Linked DNA regions of Mus musculus: all the other regions are linked to region 3. Evidence: chromatin contacts called from public HiChIP or PLAC-seq, Micro-C and promoter capture Hi-C data. All regions are on one chromosome and are shown on one strand. The core of a region is the stretch at or near the end of the contact, and the rest is flanking DNA. Distances in the headings are between cores, read along the strand shown. Region 1 holds the start of Gjb3 (gap junction protein, beta 3). Region 2 holds the start of Ccdc28b (coiled coil domain containing 28B). Region 3 holds the start of Zscan20 (zinc finger and SCAN domains 20). Region 4 holds the start of Smim12 (small integral membrane protein 12).

Region 1 (4,585 bases), core at 90-2,589, 1.3 Mb before region 3:
TTAGATGGCAGTATTGCTGCCCTCCACAGGGTCTGTCTTTTGAGAATCTCAGTTCTCGACTAGATGGGGGTATCTGGGAAGCCCTAGAGCGTGAAGACCCTTATGGGTTTGGTCCTGGCACTTACTTTTAAACCTTCCAGGGAGGGCCAAAGATTAGCACCTGGATTCTGACCCCCCAGGAAATGCCAGGACTGCGTTTACTAGCTGGGAGAAATCCAAGAGAATTCTGTAATGTCGCTAACCCTGTTCCTTATCTCTTATCTTGGATTACTGCAAGAATCTTCGACTGTTCCCTCCCCAGCCGGCTCTTCCTGGGAGTGCTCAAGGAGAGTGAAGGGGAGGAGGAGTTCCTTCCACCCGGTACCCCCTAAGGATGCCACGTCTGGGGCTCCCCATTTTGGTGCAGGCTACCTAGTCCCTTCTAAGACACACCCCGAGACAGACTCACCTGAAAAGAATTTCTCGCCTAGCCCGTGCTGAGGACTGGCAGAGCCGGTTCTGGATCCCCTGTTGCCCCCCAACTCCCGTTTCCAGCTACTAGAACGATTATTACTATTTTTTTAATCCAGTTTTTATCCAGCTGCGGGACCCAACCGCTCCATCTCTTTCTACCCCGCAGCACTGTGGCTGGCCCCAAAGGTATAGCTCCCCTCTTGGGCCCCGGGCCCCGTTTCCTTCCTTTCTAGACAGTTTGGGAGCTTTGTGAACCTGTGACTCGCGCGCGCGCGCGCGCGCGTGCGGGTGTGTATGTCCCCTTCTGTGAACCTTCCAGTGTCCGGAACCGCCACCTGCTCCAGAATGCTGGTGTATGTATGAGTGTGTGGGGTGGAAGTGGGAGTGGGGGCGGGGAGCAGAGCTTTGGGTTAGGGTGCTCCTTCCCTGCGCTTCTGCAGCATTAAATCTCCATGCTGGGCGCGTGGGCAGGCCCCAGTCCAGCCCCCCAGGGGATCCCCATAGAGAGGGGTTCTCAGCTGCCTTGGATTGTCGCCCCTTCCCGGTACTTACAGTCAGCGGCGCCGCCACCGTGGGAGCCTGGCTCCACGTGCCCAAGACCCACAGCAGAGGAGGAACGAGGCGGGAGCCAAGCCGAGCTCTGTGGCCTCGGTGAGGCTCCTGGCCAGCACAGCCAGAGGCAGCGTGGAGGAGGGGCGGCCGGGGAGGAGCCCGGAGTCGCCTCAGGGATGCAAGTTCTAATCCAGGAGCAGCTGCGCTGACTAGGGAACAGCAGGCTCCTTTGCGGAGGCTCCGCGTGCTCGCCTGTGGAATGGGGGCATTGGTGGCCACTGGCAGGGCTGTTGCAAGGACTGCAATGACATTAGGGTGTGAAACACCTTGCAAACTGTTAAGTGCCGTGGCAGTAGGGATGGCAATAAATGACACGCCTACGCTGGTTACCACGGATACCCCGTCTGCGCCCTGCCCATTTGGATCCCAGCCTGCTGCAAAGTTTCAAAGTTTTCGTACGCTCTTGGGGGCCCCCCTCCCGCCCTGTTTGCATCCCTGATGGCATTTTCCAGGGAGGCAGTGTATCTTTGAGACAGTCTTTCGGGGCTCACACTGTGCTGGCCACCGGAAGGGACACAACCAGGAAAAGAAATCTCAGGGGCAAGGATGGTGTTTGGAGAGATTTTAGATGACCCAGTCTGCCCAAAGGAGTGTGAAGCAGGGTGGGAGGCCCAGCTTGTGAAGGGTGGGAGACCTGCGCTTGAGGGGCTCTGGAGACTAAGATGTTCAGTCTTATTCGTGGGCCAGGACTGAGATCCTAAAAGCCCTATCGCCCCAGGAACGGAAATCCAGGGTTTCCCTGGGATCCCCAGATCTTACTCACAACCTTGCCCGAGGCTTCACTGTCTAGACAGAGATGACTGATGCCCGACCCTGGTAACCATTCATTCCACTTGCTGGGACGATATCCATTGATGCGGGCTTCTGATCTACAAAAGGCAGCCTACATTAGGAGGCTCTGTTACTGTCTCCTACTACCCAGAAGGATTCCCGTTCGCCTGAGCGGAGCGCCTGAGACAAGGTTGCTTCTCTTAGGAGCTGCATATCATTCATACAGCACGCAAAGGAAAGATCTCTGATCTACATTGAAAAGAGAAAAGGAGAGGCCCCGAGATAAACCCAGGGACACATAGAAGTAACAGAGCCAACTCCAGGGACCTCAGTGACGTTGGCATTGGCTACGGCAAAGCCCTGTGGCAGAGGCTACCTTGTGCTTGCTATGGGCAGAGCAATTATCAGCACTATGGCTGGGCAGTGCCAGTTTTGTTGTTGTTGTTTTTTTTTTTTTTTTTTTTTTTTCTGGATGACTCTGCTAATGTGCCTGGGTGATGGGATTGGGGGACCCTGACCCTGCCACCTGCTGCTCATTCTCAATTATTTCCCTAGACTTCAGAGCAAAATGCCTGGTCCCATTTCCTCACCTCCCACTCATGCTTCAACCCACCAGAAGATTTCTGTCCCTGCTGTGCTACAAGAAAAGCCTTGTCAAGGTAACTCTGATCTCCACGATGCTAAATCCCACACAGTAATAAATCCGTGACCTCCTGAAACAGCTGTCACAGAGTCCCGCCTTTCTTCTTGAAGCACCTTCCACCCCCAGCTTCCTTGACACCCATCTCATTTCCTGGTCCCTGGGATACCTTCCATCAGGCCTGTACTGTGGGTGCTCTGGGCCAGGCCCAGCATCTCCTGTCCCAGGTGAGCTCACCCAATCCTAGGGCCCTACCACCCATTCACTGACATGCTCCTGTGTTCACGGCTGGCACTAACAAACACTAGATTGTGCAACCACGACTGCCCACATGTCCACCAGGCTAATAGGTTCTGGTTCTCCTTCCAGAATAACCTGTACATGTTCAAGTATGAGGAGACTTCCTATAACCCATGGAGGGTGCCGTGTGTGCTGCTGTGGGCTTTGTTCCTGCCGGGAGACGGAGTGCTCTCTTTTGCCGTTTTTAAAGAGGTGAATTGTGTTTATACTATAATATGTCCTAAGTCCATCTCACATTGACAGGAGCTAAGGCCGCTTCCAGTTCTTCCTTTGAGGGCTAGGCATATGTGGCTCAGTTGACAGAGCACTTACCAGTCCTTCCCACCCCCTCGTGCTTGCTCTCTCCCATTGTCCCCTCCCTCTTCTTTTCTTTCCCTTCCCACTTATCCTTTCTCCTTCCTCCTATTGCAACACATTTCCTTAAATAAATACTATTTGACCTATCTTATTTCTCTGTCTCTTTCTGTTTGTCTCTCTCTCTCTCTCTCTCTCTCTCTCTCTCCCCCTCTGTGTGTGTGTGTGTGTGTGTATACATTTGGGAAAATGCATGCTTGCTTGAATCAAGGTCAGAGGACAACCTTGAGTGGCAGGCCTCTTGTTTACTGCTTTGTGTACCAGGCTGGCTGGTCTGTGAGCTTTCAGGGAGTCTCCTGCCCACCTCCCTGCCCCCAGCAGCGGTGCTGGGATTACAGATGTGTGTTTGGTTTTGTGTGGGTCTGGAGGATCTGAACTTGGATCCTCATGCTCGCTCTACAAGTTCCTTCCATACTGAGCATGTCCTCAGCCTGAACTCATTGAAAATGGTGTCCACAGGAGCTGGTGGACTAAGGTGACGGCTGGTACTGTTTTGATAGATATTGCTAAGTCCCCCAAGGATGCATTAGTTGGCATTACCAGGACGCATTAGCCTGTGCTTTTCCCAGTCCTCACCAGAGCATTATCAAATGTCATGATTATTGCTACATTGTATTTCCATTTTGTTTCTCTTAAGAGATTCTAGTCTTTGAATGTGTGGAAGAGCTGTTTTGTTGTTAGCCCCCCCCCCCCACACACACACAAACTTTTCTTTGCCTTTGTCCATTTCCTACAGGTAACTGCCCTTTTTTGTTTATTTCTTGGAGATTCTTTACATATTAGGGAAATGATCATAGTGTCTATAAGTAGAATTCTCCCTTCGGTTTGAAAATTGTGTTTTGACTTTGTATATACATTTTTAATTAAAAATGAAGTGATATATTTTGATCATGTTTTCTCCCCTCCCTCAGCTCCTCCCAGGTCCTCCCCACTCCGATAATCAAAGCAACAACAGAACTCCCATTAAAAATAGAAAAATGAATGAACATACATACACACACACATACACACATGCGCGCACACACACACACACACACACACACACACACACATTGAATTTGTTTTGTGTTTTGTCAAACTACTCCTGGGCAAGGGTCCTACCCTTTAGAGAAGTTTTGCCAGTGGCTATCAATTGCACATGTGTTTTTTGCCATGCAGAATTAAACAATTTTTTATATAGTCAGAAGTATTAATCTTAGCTTTATGGTCTCTGGGTTTGGTCATGATTAGAAATGCTTTTGCTTCTCTGAGAACTGACATAAGGGTTTCTGCCATAGTTTCCTCAAGTCAGTGAGCTAATGATATAAGTCGGATCACGATGCTCCCTACTAAAAAGCCTCACAGTAAATGTTACAGTTAGGGGTCAGTAACTTTAGACTACTATTCACTCTCCTGAAGTTGTCTCCAAGGAGACAAATAAGCTCTGTCTCCTGTCTCTTTGATCACGCCTCTTCA
Region 2 (4,997 bases), core at 273-2,772, 1.0 Mb after region 3:
CTTCCTCTCACAGTCACACTCACTCACTCCCTCCTCAGAGCTAGAGCCAGTGGTCTCTATGTACCTGAGGACACGTCGGGTCTACATCCCCAGTGAATGGGTAAGGCATTGGCTGCTGTTCAGCAGCGATGTCGATGTCTGCAGGTCCTCCTTACACAGTGCTCGGCTCACACCTGGGAGTCTCCAGTCTGGCCAAGAGCCCCTCCCTACTCACCTCTTGAACTTGGCTCGCTGCTTGGGTGATGGCAAATGAGGGAGTCCCAGAGCCAAGGAGCCACTGTGGCTGGTGGGCACAGGGACTCTGCGCAGTGTGCCTGGGGCCTGTGCTGGTTGGGTCAGGCAGGGCTTAGGACTCCGTTTCTTCTTTTTGTCTTCCATTGGGTGGTGTGTTGGACCTCAGGTCTGGGAAGGAAGGGGGCAAAATCATCCCTTCACTCAGCACCCTCTTTCGTCTGAGAGGAAGGGTCTTCAGATGTATCTTTGTCCATCAGTCAGGAGCTCTGTCCTCTTGTCTGTACAGGGTCATATGCCAGCCTGCTGCTGGACTGTAGCTATGCATCTGAAGGACCTCCCAAGGCCAGCAAAGCCCTTTTCTTCCTGACAGCCCCATCTGCCTGCTGGAGAGGGCTGGCCCAGACCAGGGTCATCTTGCTGTTTTCCTGTCACTACAGCCCAGAGCCTGGGGCTGTAGAGGAAGATGCTCAGGAGACAGGGTGGATGTGACTAGGGGAGCAAGCTGAGGATCAGGAGGCCATTTGCTAGGCAACGGTCTGTATATGGCAGCGGATACTGACTAACTGCATGAGGTGCAACCAAGGTAAGGCAGGGACACCTGGAAATACCCTGGTGTCAATCATATGGACCAGGAATAGCCGGCTCATCACTGGCCTCTCTTCCACTTCACTTCAACTACACATGCCAGGGCTGCCCAGAAGTTCCCAGGACAGCTTCTAGTCTCTTCTTTTTCTAGTTAGAAAGTCTTTAGGGGCTAGACCTCCAACAATGTAACTCTGACTTGATTAGCTTAGCTTGACTCCCCTACAGCCCCATCACCTAGGTATCTGGTCTGCTGAGGTCCTCTCCAGGGGAGGTCTCAGCTCCCTCACTTTACTTCCGAGAGGGCGATGGTCAAATCGGAACATTAAGCGTTTAAGCTGGCATGGAACAGCTGGGTGGCATCAGTGGGGCTCGGGGGTGGGGTGGGGGGTGGTGGTGGTGGGAGACAGAACTCTTTTTCTCTCCATGTAGCAGCAGTGTGACCCAGTAAGAGACCTGATGGAAGCGGCAGCCAGAGCGACTGTGATCCGCCTGAGATGTGCCTAAGGAAAGATTCAGTTCTCAATTCGGGCTTCAAAAAACAAGCATCAGGTGCGGCACCCCGCCCCCATCCTCCTCACTCCCTTCTCGCCCCCTTGGGGTTCTACTGACCTGGAAGTTTGGGGTCTGGAGTGTGAAACAGTGCTTCTTTGCAATCTCCCTTCACCCTGCTTTCTCTCTCCTCAGGGGAACTGGAGCTGGAGGGAGCTAAGCTGGCTGGAGATGATTTGCATTTAAAGAGAAAGTAGCCCTCTTTGGATTCCCTGGGAGCGGAGCCGGAGGAGAGTACTTCCGTCGATTTAACAGTTCCCCTTCCCTACCTCCCACAAGAACTAAAGGAGCACTGTTAGTTACGGGATATGGATTTAAAATCATTTCCTTTTCTTGTCACGTTTGGAGGGGATCCCTTACAAAATGGTGGTGGCTTTGTTTGCAGCAGGGGTGGTAGGGAAATGATGGGGCTAAATGAATGTGTGGGCAGAGGCAATATATAAGTATACGGGAAAATGAGGGGCGGACACCAGAAGGAACAAAGACAATCAGTACCCAGCACCCTGTTAAGCCTTTTATGTACATTCAATCCTGAGACATAACTGTTATCCCGATTTTACGGAAAATAATCAATTGTCACTCATTCCTGGGCACGGTCGCTGTCCTGTGACATCCAGATACTCCTAGCCTGTAAGCGCTGAAGAACTGACAGGGCCTCTCCCCACCTCCGAACCAGAGCAAATAGGATCCCAAGCAGGCTGGCAGGAGGTGGGGCGTGAGAGCTCCGGAAGGAGGCTGGCCCAGAACTGTTGGCGGTTGTGCTGCTGGAGGAGGGAGGTCCCACCAATGAGGCTATTTGAAGATCTGGCAGAGGAGTCTGGTTCAGATCTCCAGAACAGCATCCGATGCCACAGGAGAGGGTGTCAGGCTGCCCAGCAGGCTCAAATTAAAGCGACCTAGGCAACAAAGCATCCATCTTCCCTTTTCCTTTAGCAACAACAGTAGGTTTCCCTGGCTGTGGGCACCCAGAGGTGTTGCTTCTGGGATCTTTTCCAGGTGCTGTTAACATGCAAACTGCTCTAGGAAGCAACTCTAATCCAAGACTTCTAAACAACCAAGAACCGGAGGGAGGGGAGCACGCTGGAAGGTCCCTTTCCTCTCAGAATTGCTGCTGGAGCAGGGTGCCAGCTTCGTTCATCAAAGTGACAGTGGGCCCAGGAGCACCCGGGGTTGCCACCTTCAGCTGCTTCCCTGAGGAGCCAGAAGCTTTTGCGGAGCCACTTGCGCTTGCAAGCTCCTGATGCGGAGGCAGGAAAGGAATCCTCTCCACCCCTACTGGAGGACTTTTAGAATCAATTTGTCTACCGCTTCTGGCTAGAAGGAATCAAGGGACAGCCCCTATAAAGCTGAGCAGTTCCATCTTTTCTGCCCAACCAACCCAGAGACCTGGTGCTGGCTGAGGCCACCTACAGTGTCCCTTAGAGGAAACCAGCTGAATTAGGGAACTACTAAGGCCGCGCGCATGCGCATTTCCCCAGGAGGGCGAGAGCACAGACCCAGTAGCTTCCTACCCCTTACTCAGCTGTGTGAACACCTTCCTTCAATAGGTCCTCAAGGCCCTCTGGGTCTGCTCTGAACTCCTAAGGAACACCTAAACACAAACCTCATCTCTCCCCTCACCCTCCTGGGCACCTGTCTCACTAGTCTGCTTCTGCCTTTGGGTTAAAGGCATGTTCTCCCACACTAGGTTCAACTGAGTATTGGATGAGGTCATGACTTGTCTGTCCTTCTCAGGACTTCTGCTTTAAAGCTTTGTTTCCTCTCAGTAGCTACGTTTTTTTTTAAAAATTACATGTATTATATGAGCACCAGTGCATGAGTGGCGGTGGGTGTCAAGCTGTATATATGGAGAACAAAAGGCAACTTGAAGGAGCAGATCCTCTCTAGCATCTGGGGAGCCACCCCTCCTCCTCACGCCCTTTTTGAGACAGGGTCTCACTACAGCAAACTGGAACACTACATGTGCATCAGGCTGACCTCAGAGTGCTGGGAACAAGGGCACCCCACCTGGAGAGCCTCAGCCCCGCCCCTTGAGATAGGGTTTCTGCTCATATAAGCCTAGCTGATATTGCCCAAGGCAGCCTTGAACTCATAGCAACCATGCCTCAGCCTTTCCATGCTGGGATTGCAGCTGTACACACCTTATTGAAATGTCTAACATTTTTTACTTATGTCCTTTGATTTTTTTTTTTTCTATGCCAAGAGCAAACACAGCTAAAGAATCTGTCATGGTCCTCAACTTGTGGCCAGGAGGATGTGGGACGATGACCGGCCACTGCCACTCTGCAGATCCAGAAAGATCCAATAATTCGATTGGCTGAGATACAGGTAAGGCAACAGGACTATTTAATGTAAAATTCATCAATAGCAAGTCCCTGGCTGCTGCCAATTCCAACGCAAACTGGGAACGGGAAAGGGTACAAAAAAAAAAGCTGTCAGCACAACTTCAAACAAGTATGGGTGGCAAAGGAAAGCAGTCATGGGGACAGAGGCAGCCCTCCTACCCGAGGCTGGTCAAGGGCAGTCAGATGCCTGGTGGTCCACACATGCTACTAAGGTGGAGGGGGGCTGGAGCAGTTCTCTGCAGGCTGCAGCCCCTCTGTGGACACCTGGGCAGTTCCACTGGCCTCTGGGTTAGCGCTCTGGAGGACTAACATGATGGGGACTAGGAAGCGTTAAATAACCATCTTTACAGAAACATTCTTACAGAAAGTGCCTAAGCTCCGACCATGGTCCAAAAAAGCCTCATGGAAAACAACGACAAAAAGTGGGGCTGACATGGCATACACGAAGTTCTCCCCTGGACAAGGACCTAAATATTGTTTGTATAGCCAAGGGCCCTGGACTCCAAGCCATACCCACTGTGGTCCTCTAGAGAAAAAGCTAACAATCTAAGAAACCAACATAGCTCTTGGTCCTAAAATGAGGTCATGTGCAGGGGACTTGCCCAAGTGAGGAAGGCGCTGGCCCTCTCACAGACAGGCAGCCTCCCTGAAGCTGGCCCAGTCTCCTGGGCTGACTTTGGAAAGCAGAGCAGCTGTAGTGACTGTAGATATGGTCAGAGGGGAGAAGGTAGAAGGGAGAGATTACTATCTGCATTGCCCTGGGTGCCTACAAGTGGATGGAGGGAAAGCCAAGGTTCTCTGGCCTGCCACACTGAGACCCAGCAGCTGTCACCCTGCACAAGCTTTAAGAGGTAGCTGAAGTGAGGCAAGCCAATGTAGTGGACCACACAAGGTCCTTCTGTCTTCAAGGAGGCAGGAAGATGCCTCACCCTTACATCTCTGTGGCCTAAGGAGCCCCATGGGTTAACAGGTCAGATCTCAGCCTGGAGTGTGGGCTGAGGCCTCACTGGAACCGGAAGAATACTATGATTTCCAAGATATAAGACCTTGGGAGAAATTCCACAGGACAACAGATTCCAGCTGGAGATGGCAAAGCCTCAACACACAGCTGCTGGGCACCCTGAGTGAATAAATATACCAGGGTAGCAAGTATTTGAAATGGTAGAGCCTGTGACATGGGAAAGGGGTCATTAATTTGTAATTTCTGGATTTAAACACATGATCATCAGCACGAGATGTTTTCTTCCAGCTGTTTACTTTTTGGTTTCCTGACAAGGGGTCCTG
Region 3 (4,674 bases), core at 1,126-3,625:
AAACCAGACCTCTAGAGTTCACATGCTGGCAACGGCCAGAATTGCTTCAGACACGTGAGGGACTTCACCCCACGTGGGCTGCCACTATGTCTCCTCTTGTGGTGCTACTCCTCATGTCTCCGCTACTCCCCGCCTGCTTTTCTTTTTGTGAGCCTTTCTTGGCACTGAATGGAAGCAGCGTGTCTTTCCTACAGCATTATTCCAGACAGAAGTCTGAATAAATAAATCACAAAGGTTTCACTTCCAGTTCCCAGAAAGACTTAGGAGGGGTGCAGAGTCCCCAAATGATGAAAGGGTACTCAATCAAAATCAGGGCCACCAGAATTCACTGTATAAAATTCTCACATTTAATTTAAAAACAAAAAAACAAAAACCTTTTTTTTTTTAAGTTGTTCCACTTTACCACAGGGAAGCTGAGCGGGGCCTTGGCAACTGGGTACTGGATGTGAATGCGGAGCTAAGTTCCCCCCCCCCCTCCACCCACTCCTGTGACAACAGAGGAGGAGAGAAGATGCTCCCTCGGTCCAGAGAGAGGACCAGATTGGTTGGGATCCTCTAAGCAGCTGGGAGCTCCCAATGGTTGTCAGTCCTACTGGGCTAACTATGCAATCTATGGCTGTAAGAGGGGAGACTCGCATCTAAGGACTGGAACTGGGGGTGGCAGATAGGCCTCACTTAGCCGACCATCCTCCATCATGGGGGAAGCTACCTAGAGGAGTCTGCTGAGAAATGAGCTCCATATGGATATATGTTGTGATCAATTAGCAATGGCTGCCGGGCCTCAGGTAAAGGAAGCCGCTGTATGCATCCCTATGTGTTGGCCAACACTGTCCTTAAGCCCCCAACAACCTCAGCTCCCAGCAGATATCGATGTCAGGAAGAAGATTGAAGCTCACAGCCCTGGAAGTCCGTAGCCATTTTCAAACGTGGTCTAACAAAGCTCCCCCTGAGAGTCTTTAGCCCACATTCACCAAGTCTTTACTCATTTGCTGGATCTACATTAGATGTCTGCTGTTCTGGGCTGGACCAAAGAAAATGGAGATGATCCAGACACTGCCTGCCCTGATGAAGCTATCTAGTGGAAGAGACAAATAATAATAATGATAATTAATAAATTTAAAAGTCACAGATAATTATATTAATCCAATGTCATAAAGAAAGTGTGATTTGGGAGCTGGGAAGTTGGAGGTGGCAATTTGCTTAAGGAACTGTTGATTTGGTTCTTGAGTACAACGCAGAGAGAATGGGGGAGGGAGGTTACAGCAGAGAGGCAGGCTATGAAATAGTAGAGAAGCAAAATGGCCCACCTGGAGAATGGGAAACACCTTGGCAGCCCCGGAGCGTGCAGTATGGGAAAAGTGGGCTGCAAAGAGCATTATGAAGAATCTACTAGATCAGATTCCATTCAACACGTGTTGCATGCCAGGGATGGATTCCAAGCTGGAGAACAAACGGAAGGTATACAGTTGAGGGTTTCAACAGATCACACTAGCTGCAATGTTTCTCCGAGTTGGAGAAATGAAAATGTGGACACTTCTGCAGAGGCTCCCGGAAGACAGAGGTCATTTTAAGAGATACTAAAGAAATGGCAAGCCTCGAACAGTGTACAGCAAACGGCGTGGATGAAGAAGAATGCAGGCGCAGGTGGAATCAGCTGGTAAAACAAGTAGGTCAGTGGGCGGGTCAGCAGGGGTGGGCGGGTCAGTCGAGGGTGGGCGGGTCAGTAGATAAAGATGCCTTTCACTTCTATCAGTTATGAGGAAAGAAGTACAGGTTTGGGATTGAACACAATAGCCAGTCCCGTCACAGATGACATGAACGCAGGTGTCGAGAATGAAGCACTATTTTAAGGTCAGACTTTCCGCTCAGGGCCTCTTCACTTCTTTGCCAGGGCCCTTGAGTTCTCTCTTCCCTTGATTGTGCTTTTCTAGACCCTAAGGTAACTTCCCCTCACAGCCAAAACGCATCTCTACCACCTTACCCACAGACCTCGGTAAGACCCGTCTCACTGCCCGCCTCTCCAACTCACTCTTCATCCCGACCCCTCGGTGACCCTGCCCATCTCCACACGCTGCAGCCTCTGCCCGCCCGCACTCCCGCCCCGACACACACACACACACACACACACACACACACACACACACACACGCCACGATGCTTGCTTTCCCCTCTCACCTTCCCAGCTCCCCTCCCCCGCGGGTACCACCACCTCCAAAGCCTCCAGCCCAGCGCCTGATTCTCAACTGCACCCCATCCGCCACCCAGACTCACCCACAGAGACACCCACTTCTCAACAGGCCGGAAGTGCTCCCGGGCTCTTGCAGGGGATGCTGGGACGCATAGTCCCAGCGCCGCCAGCCCTGGAACCCGATCTCTGAGACCACAACTCCCAAAAGGCAACGCGCGAGCACCGGTGGCCACTCCTCTATCGGCCGCCTCTCAGATGACGTCAGCCAATGAGTGCCTCATCTTCTCAGGCGCTCTGGTACCGGAACAAATCTTGCAGGGCCAATGCCTGGGGGGGTGTAGCTCGATACTATTCTCTTCCATTGGTTCTGCGGTGACGGTGCCGCCTACTGGGTGGAGTCTAGATTAGAAGGGCGTGGGGTCGGGGTCTACTGAAGAAGCGTGGGGCCCCCTGGGTTGAGCTGGAGAGAGTAGGGAAAAATAATAAAAAAAGGAAAGAGGGTGAATACAGTGACCATCTATTGGGCAAGAGAGAGTTTGTCTGTTGTAACTACAATTTCAAATTCACAAATTCACAACTTAGTTGAGTGGTTTGGCAGAGTTCTATATCTCACCTCTTCACTTGTGAAGTAAGAATAATAGCATTCATGTGACAGGTTTATGTGAGGCATCAGTGAGGCAATAAACCTAGAACTGTTAATTCGGATCCAGGATCCAACTATAGATAGCAGATACTAGCCATTTTTATGTAAATTAGTCTTACGGAGTTTGAATCCCTGGGTGTCAGAAACACGTTAATCCCTGTAGCTGAATAATCTTAGTGTAATACTTAGTTGCTTTGTTCCACGGTCCTGGCTAGTTTCATGCGAACTTGACACGAGCTTGAGTCATCAGAGAAAAGAGAGATTCCGTGAAGAAGATGCCTTCATAAGAGGGACTATGGGAGAACTTGCGGGACTTTCTCGTAATGATTGATAGTGGAGGGCTCAGGCAATTGTGGGTGGGGCTACCCCTGGGCCGGTGGTCTAGGGTTCTGTAAGAAAGCAGACTGAGCAAGCCAGTAAGCAGCGTTTCCTCCATGGCCCCTGCATCAGCTCCTGCCTCCAGGTTCCTGCTTTGTGGGAGTTCCTATCCTGGCTCCCTCCAGTGACAGATTACAACGTGGAAGTGTAAGCCGAATAAACCCTTTCTTCCCCAAGTTGCTTTGGTCACTGCGTTTTGTCATAGCAATAGAAACCCTATGATAAACACTGTAAATACTCTTGAGGTATGAGCCATCTAATAGGAAGCTGGAAATGTGGGTCTTGTAGTCAGTCAGCCATAGATTCAAACCCCAATTCATACATCCCATCTGTATGTCCTTGAACAAACAAACAACTCCATCACGATTGTCTTTTTTTTTTTTCAGCTGTAAAATTTAGGTGACAGAACAAAACCTCCATCTCAGGGTAGGTTCCTGGGAGATTAAAGATAATATGTAGGTAAAACATGGAGTCCAGCCACTTGCTTTCAATGTGGGATCTATGCCTTGATACTCCCTAGCTGCAAAGCCTCCAGCAAACTCCAAACGCCTCTTTTGTAAACATGTTTGTGTGGATAGATGCACTGTGCATGCAGGTGCATGTGCCTGTGGAGGCCTGAGGTCAAAATGAATGCCCTTTTTGGAGCATTCTCCACCCTGATTACTAGAGTGAGGGTCTCTTACTGAACTGAAGGATCCAGCTAGGTTAGCTAACCCATGAGCTCTGGGAATCTGCCTGTCTCTGCCTCCCCATCCCACTTGCCAGTACAGGCGTTACCTATGGCACTGACACTCCTGGCTTTTATATGAATGCTGAGGACCTGAACTGAGACCCTTATTGAACATGTGGCAGGTACCTTATCAATTGTGCTACCTCCCTGTGGTGACTTGAATATCCTTGGCCCAGGGAGTGGCACTATGAGGAGGTGTGGCCTTGTTGGAGGAAGTGTGTCACTGTGGGGGTGGGCTTTAAGACGCTCTTCCTAGCTGCCTGGAAAGAGTCTTCTGTTTGCCTTCAGAACAAGGTGTAGAATTCTCAGCTCCGGGCTGGTGAGATGGCTCAGTGGGTAAGAGCACCTGACTGCTCCTCCAAAGGTCCAGAGTTCAAATCCCAGCAACCACATGGTGGCTCACAACCATCCACAACAAGATCTGACGCCCTCTCCTGGAGTGTCTGAAGACAGCTACAGTGTACTTACATATATTAATAAAATAAATCTTTTAAAAAAAAAAGAATTCTCAGCTCCTCCAGCGCCATGCCTGCCTGGATGCTGCCATGCTTCCAGACATGATGATAATGGACTGAACCTCTGAACCTGTAAGCCAGCCCCAATTAAAGGTTGTCCTTTATAAAAGTTGCCTTGGTGTATGGTGTCTCTTTATAGCAATGGAAATCCCAAACTAAGATACTCCCCTAAACTGCTAAGGCTTCAGTTTCCTCGTCTGGAGAATGGGTGTAATAATAC
Region 4 (4,998 bases), core at 1,472-3,971, 1.4 Mb before region 3:
TGAAGGCCTTCTTCCTGAATTCCCCCCATGCTGGAAAGCAAGCGGAAGAGGGGGAGCTGAGGGGTGACAGACAGCCTTTTGCAATCTCATCCATAGATTTGGGGTCCTTGTGGCCTGGTCACTTTTAAATATGCTCCAACCTCTTTGCATGGTTACAAAGGTAGCTAGCTTTCCTGTTTCTAACAGGAACAGATATCCATCTGCTGAACAGTGAGTTTGGGAAAGCCATGTGAACTGTCTTACTTGCATAGGAGACATGGGAGGGAGGATACCCACTTCCAGTCAAGGGACTAGTGTGGGCAAAGACTTGGAAAGATGACCGAGTTCTGAATGATTGGAGAAGAAAGCTAGAACTAGACAGGGCAGCCCAGGATGGATGGCATGGTCAGAAGGGATCAGTGGCTAAGCTGGGGACTCCATTGTTGTATTTAGATTTTAAAGGGTCCTTTGGCCAAAGGAACGGGCATGGCAGTGGGGGGCAGTTGAGGGGTGGGGAACTGCTAAGATGGTCCAGGGAAGAAATGATGGTGTTGATTTTGAGGGGCAGTTAGAAGCACAGGTGAGGTAGACTGGATCTGGGGAGTGACAAAATGGGCCAACTTGAAGATATTACTCGGAATTTTTTTCCATTTGTGAAGTAATGCCTCGGATGAACCTTGCAGAAAGAAGCAGGAATCTGGGGGAATCTTAACATGACAAGAAGGATTCATTACCAAACACTCATTGAGCAAATGCCAAGAGGTGTGGCAAGCGCTATCTGCACACTAGCGTGATTTACAACAGCAACCCTAGAGGATGTCTTAAAGGTTTTTATTCCTTTTATTTATTTGTGTGTGGGTGTATGCTCACAAGCCACAGACCCTATGGGGAGTTCAGAGGACAACTTTCAGGAGTTGAGAGTCTCCTTCAACCATGTGGGTCCTGAGGATTAAACTCAGGCCATCAGTTTGGTGGCAAATACCTTTATCTGCTGAGCCATCTGGCCAGTCCTAGGGTATTTTCTTACTGGTTTTTTTTTTTTTTAAATACAAATAGGTCTATAAGATGGTACTGTGGTTAAGGAACACACCACTCTGCAGATGAGCCTAGCTTGGTTCTCAGCATCCATGTCTGACAGCTCATAAACTCCTGTGTGTCTGACGCCCTCTTCTGACTTCCATGGGTGCCTACATTCATTGCACCCCCCCCTTACACACACATAATTAAAATCATTTTTAAAAGGTTATAAATATATTTTCTCAGATTAGCAGGCCACAGAGTCAAGATTTGAATTAATTAAACAACTAATTCCAGTGTTTGGTATTTTACTTTATTTTTAGACAGGGTCTCAGCTTGTAGTTCTGTGTGATCTGGAAGTGCTAACTGACTCCTTTAATTGATATAGGATCTTGGTGTAGAGCCAAGGCTGGTCTTGCGCCTCAGGACTTCTCAATGCTGTCATTTCCACTTTAGCTGGGGATTCTGTGCTTACCCAGGTCTGCTGGAGGGAACTTCTAGTCACTATTAAGATCCAGCTTAGGGATCTGTCCTTCCAGGGAACCTCCACTCATTCTTCTTGTATGGACGGACAGTGTCCTCTGTTATGACACTGTGTGGGTCTTCCTGTTTCTTCTCCATCCAGGAAACTACGGAGGGCAGTCCCCATTTGTATCGCCAATGTCTAGCTTGTAGAATGGCTAAATGCCAGCCTGTGTTCTAGACTGTTCTGATCTCTTCCCACAGATTCAATGCACAAGTAATCAAGGTCTGATAATCACGGTTGCTAATTTCTGGCAGCTTCTTCCTCCCCATCTTCGCTGTCAGGCTTAGCTTTGGGCTCTTTGATCTAAAAGAGGAAGAATCTCTAACTTGACAGTACAGTCTTGAAGACGCTTCCTGTGAGAGTACCCGTGACCTTGAGAAATGGCTCACTGCTAACTTAAGGGAAGCTGGGTAGACTTAAGGGAAGCTGGGTAGAGCACTCCAGGTAGATGAAAGAACATGGACACACAGGCTTCAAACGTTGATTTTTAGCATGCTATTAGTGGGAAGGAGACTGGTCAGGTTGAGAGCAGTGTGGGCAGGTTGAGAAGGCAGGACTATGGTAGTCCATTAGAGAGCTTGGGGTGTGAGGCTTTTTCTTATATGTGATAAGTATAATTCCGCTCAGGGACAGGGGAAACATGGAGGAAGGAGAGTGAGTACTTGCGATCAGAGGGTCTTGGTACTTTCAGCAATTTGTAGACTCACTAACGCTACAATCTAGTTCCCTGCGAGATGTGTGCCTGGCACAGTATTTTACAAACAAGATGTTATCTAACCCTTGCAACATCCCTGCTGAAATGGAAGGTTTTAACGCTATGCAGAAGAATTGAGGCTCAGATTAATTAATGATGTTCCCAAGGACACACAGCCTGAAAGCACAGATCCCAAGAAGATTGAAAGTACTAGGTTATTCTCTGCTACGGGAGCTTCTGGAGGTCAGGGGTTGGGTTTTCGGTTTCAGTAATATCCGACCTAGGTAAGTCTCGGAAGACACCTAATGAACTTCATTTGGATCAATGAAAGCTGACTATTCTTTTTTCTTCTTCACAAGCATGTGGCAACGTCACAGGGGAGCCTCCGAGCCGTCAGGGGGCGCTATACTATTCTGCGTTTAGTCCAACGCAGGGTCGGGTGCCTGGCTTCCTTTCTTCTGTAGCTGGCTGGAGCTCAGCCAATCGCTGCTCTCCGAGAGATGCCAGTGGGCGGGGCCTCGGGCGCGCCCCGCGGGCCACTGGGAACCTCGGCGTCCCTGTTGCTCCCGGCTAGCGGGCGCAGCGCGGGACCTGTCCGGGGTGTGCGGGCTGGACCGCAGGTGAGTTCCCAGGGCTGAGGGCACTTCGCTTCCCAGGATCGCTGGCCCCCAGTCCCACGGGAACGGCTCCTCCTAGTTGAGGGAGCGATGGTTTCCGTGACCCGCTCGGCCTCGGCCAGCTTTTGGTGGCCGAGTGTGGACTGTGGTCAGATCTCGTCCGCCTCAGGCCCCTGCAGGCCGAAGGGTGACGAAGCCACGCGTGTGGCGTGACTGGACAGGGAACAGGAGCTGATGACCCGAACCTCACTGGCGCTCCCATCCCAACTTGGCTGGCTGTCAAGGCTGATGGTTTCACCTTCTCGGACCTCCTACGACTGCTCTCATTTGGAGAGCTTCCGGTGGGCTCAGGCACTGGGACAGGTTTCCTGGCGGCCCGGTTGACCTGTACCTGGAGCCTTTGGCTGGCGCCCCTGCGTGTCGGGCTGGAAATAGGCGTTGCAGTATTTGGGAAACACTTGTGCTACTTACATTTTGATACCTTCGGGATGACTTCATGAAGTCTAGCTGCTTATGATCATATCCCTATACCCCTTTGTGAGTGCGGGTGGAAGGCTGCTGTAGTCTTCCATAAACAAAGCAACATGTTTATGCTGCCTGTCATTCATTCGACCAACAAACTTTTTTAGCTCTTTGCTAGGGAGGATAGCAAGGGTGGGAAGAGGCACAGAGCATAGGACGATCCGGACATCCTTAGTTCTTAACCTTGTGGAGCTCCAGGGTGTTTTGAGAGCTGTAGACAGGTAGGGTAGGCCCACATAGCTTACCGAAGAGAAGGTTGTGTTGTATACATGGATGACTGGAATTCGGACAAGAGCACATAGAACTTGGGCTTTCTATGTACAAGAGTAATACTCATAGACTGGTGCTTGATATGCCCGCCCTAAGACAAATTGGAAAATTGAGAGTCTCTACCCAGGAATTGTATAAAGGACTTGCACTTGGTGTGGACCTGTGATCACAAGCACTTGGCACTGGAAACAGGAGCGTCGGCAGATCAAAGTTATCCTTAGCTACTTTGAGGGTTTGAGGCCAGGCTGGGTGCCATGAGAACCTGTCTTAAAAATAAAAACAAGCCCAACGGTGGTGGCACATGTCTTTAATCTTGGCACTAAGGAGGCAGAGGCAGGCCAGTCCAGTCTCTGAGTTTGAGGCCAGCCTGGTCTACAGAAGGAATCTGAATGGCAGGGCTACACAGGGAAACCCTATCTCAAAAAACCAAAACCAGCTGACCAAACAAACCCCAAAACTTAAAACAGAAAATAGAACGAAGTACTGAGTTAAAAATAGAATGGAGGATTGAGTTTGGGGTTCTTTGGAGCTTCCCCTCTTTGTTAATGTGTACATTGTAAGGTTTCTCGGATCTCATGATATAACTTCAGAGCTCAGAAGGAAGGAAGACTTTCAGTGTAATGAAAAGCCAAGCTAATGGGGAGCTGTAGGAGGCCCTCCACACATCTAGGGTGTGAACGGACACCATGCATACATCTGCAGAGTGTTCTTTCTGCTAGAAAAAAAGCCCAGGCTTGGCCTCAGACCAGCGGGCCTGCCACTTGTATGATTTTGGCAAGCTGACACAGTGTCTTTGAGCCACTATGGCCTTGGACAAGAATCTGGGCTCCTCGTTCCTACATCATAGAGATGTGAGGGTCAGGCGATGACCAGGGGAGATATGGTAGAGCATAGGGCATGGTGTCAGGTCAAAGGAGCAGGAAGAGAAACTTGAATCTTGCTGCAGTTCTTTGCCTTTGAAGGTCCATGTGTAGTGTCAGGCCCACAAGACACCCAAGTTCCCCCAAAGAGAATAAAAGGGGGAAATGAGGAGCCTTCAAATCTTCCATGAGGTCTGGATGTCTCACCGTAGAGCCGAGAGAGAGAGAGAGAGAGAGAGAGAGAGAGAGAGAGAGAGAGAGAGAGAGAGAGGTGTTGGAGAAACAGTTATGGAAGCATAAACACGGGCAAGTGACTCCATGCTGATGACTAAGGCGAGCATGTGAACATTGGAGAACACTGTGTGTGTGAAGTGCTTAGCCCAGGGCCCAGCTTGGAATAAGCACTCAGTAGATGGTGGTAGCTTGCATTATTACATTCATTGCCAGCAGCCTTTTATGATTGTAACGGTAATTAAATAATGGTATAAATAGTAATTTAATAGTGGTAATCAT

What was found. Promoter capture Hi-C pulls out the DNA fragments that hold promoters and counts their contacts. Hi-C and Micro-C count contacts between places; a contact is called where the count stands out from the background. HiChIP or PLAC-seq counts read pairs in DNA pulled down with a chosen protein or histone mark.
Region 1: an H3K27ac HiChIP or PLAC-seq map of acute myeloid leukemia shows a contact between it and region 3, with 7 times the contacts expected there. The contact joins the promoter of Gjb3 here to the promoter of Zscan20 in region 3. A contact is called at or near these places in 5 of 39 promoter capture datasets (the C10 cell line, embryonic stem cells, maxillary cranial neural crest and 2 more) and 7 of 115 datasets of contacts at active chromatin or transcription factors (T-cell acute lymphoblastic leukemia, acute myeloid leukemia, astrocytes and 4 more).
Region 2: a contact with region 3 is called in a promoter capture Hi-C map of pre-B cells, with 3 times the contacts expected there. The contact joins the promoter of Ccdc28b here to the promoter of Zscan20 in region 3. A contact is called at or near these places in 2 of 39 promoter capture datasets (liver and pre-B cells).
Region 4: a Micro-C map of the G1E-ER4 cell line shows a contact between it and region 3. The contact joins the promoter of Smim12 here to the promoter of Zscan20 in region 3. A contact is called at or near these places in 8 of 39 promoter capture datasets (the 3T3-L1 cell line, the C10 cell line, embryonic stem cells and 4 more), 3 of 484 Hi-C or Micro-C datasets (the AML12 cell line and the G1E-ER4 cell line) and 2 of 115 datasets of contacts at active chromatin or transcription factors (astrocytes and large pre-B cells).

The regions. Positions count from the first base shown.
Region 1 is chr4:127,329,497-127,334,081 of GRCm38.p6, forward strand. Gjb3 (gap junction protein, beta 3) reads right to left here and starts at 1,340. Exons shown (of 2, transcript NM_001160012.1): 1 at 1,006-1,340. Gm40251 (a long non-coding RNA gene) reads left to right here. Exons shown (of 4, transcript XR_868156.3): 1 at 1-639; 2 at 2,392-2,495; 3 at 2,846-2,968.
Region 2 is chr4:129,622,386-129,627,382 of GRCm38.p6, forward strand. It overlaps Ccdc28b (coiled coil domain containing 28B), which reads right to left and starts at 1,523. Exons shown (of 6, transcript NM_025455.2): 1 at 1,429-1,523; 2 at 215-402. The coding sequence starts at 378. It overlaps Gm34305 (a long non-coding RNA gene), which reads left to right and starts at 401. Exons shown (of 4, transcript XR_376684.4): 1 at 401-817; 2 at 1,249-1,368; 3 at 1,504-3,696. Txlna (taxilin alpha) reads right to left here. Exons shown (of 11, transcript NM_001199695.1): 11 at 3,692-4,997.
Region 3 is chr4:128,607,723-128,612,396 of GRCm38.p6, forward strand. Zscan20 (zinc finger and SCAN domains 20) reads right to left here and starts at 2,376. Exons shown (of 8, transcript NM_177758.4): 1 at 2,272-2,376.
Region 4 is chr4:127,241,063-127,246,060 of GRCm38.p6, forward strand. Smim12 (small integral membrane protein 12) reads left to right here and starts at 2,722. Exons shown (of 2, transcript NM_030252.2): 1 at 2,722-2,836.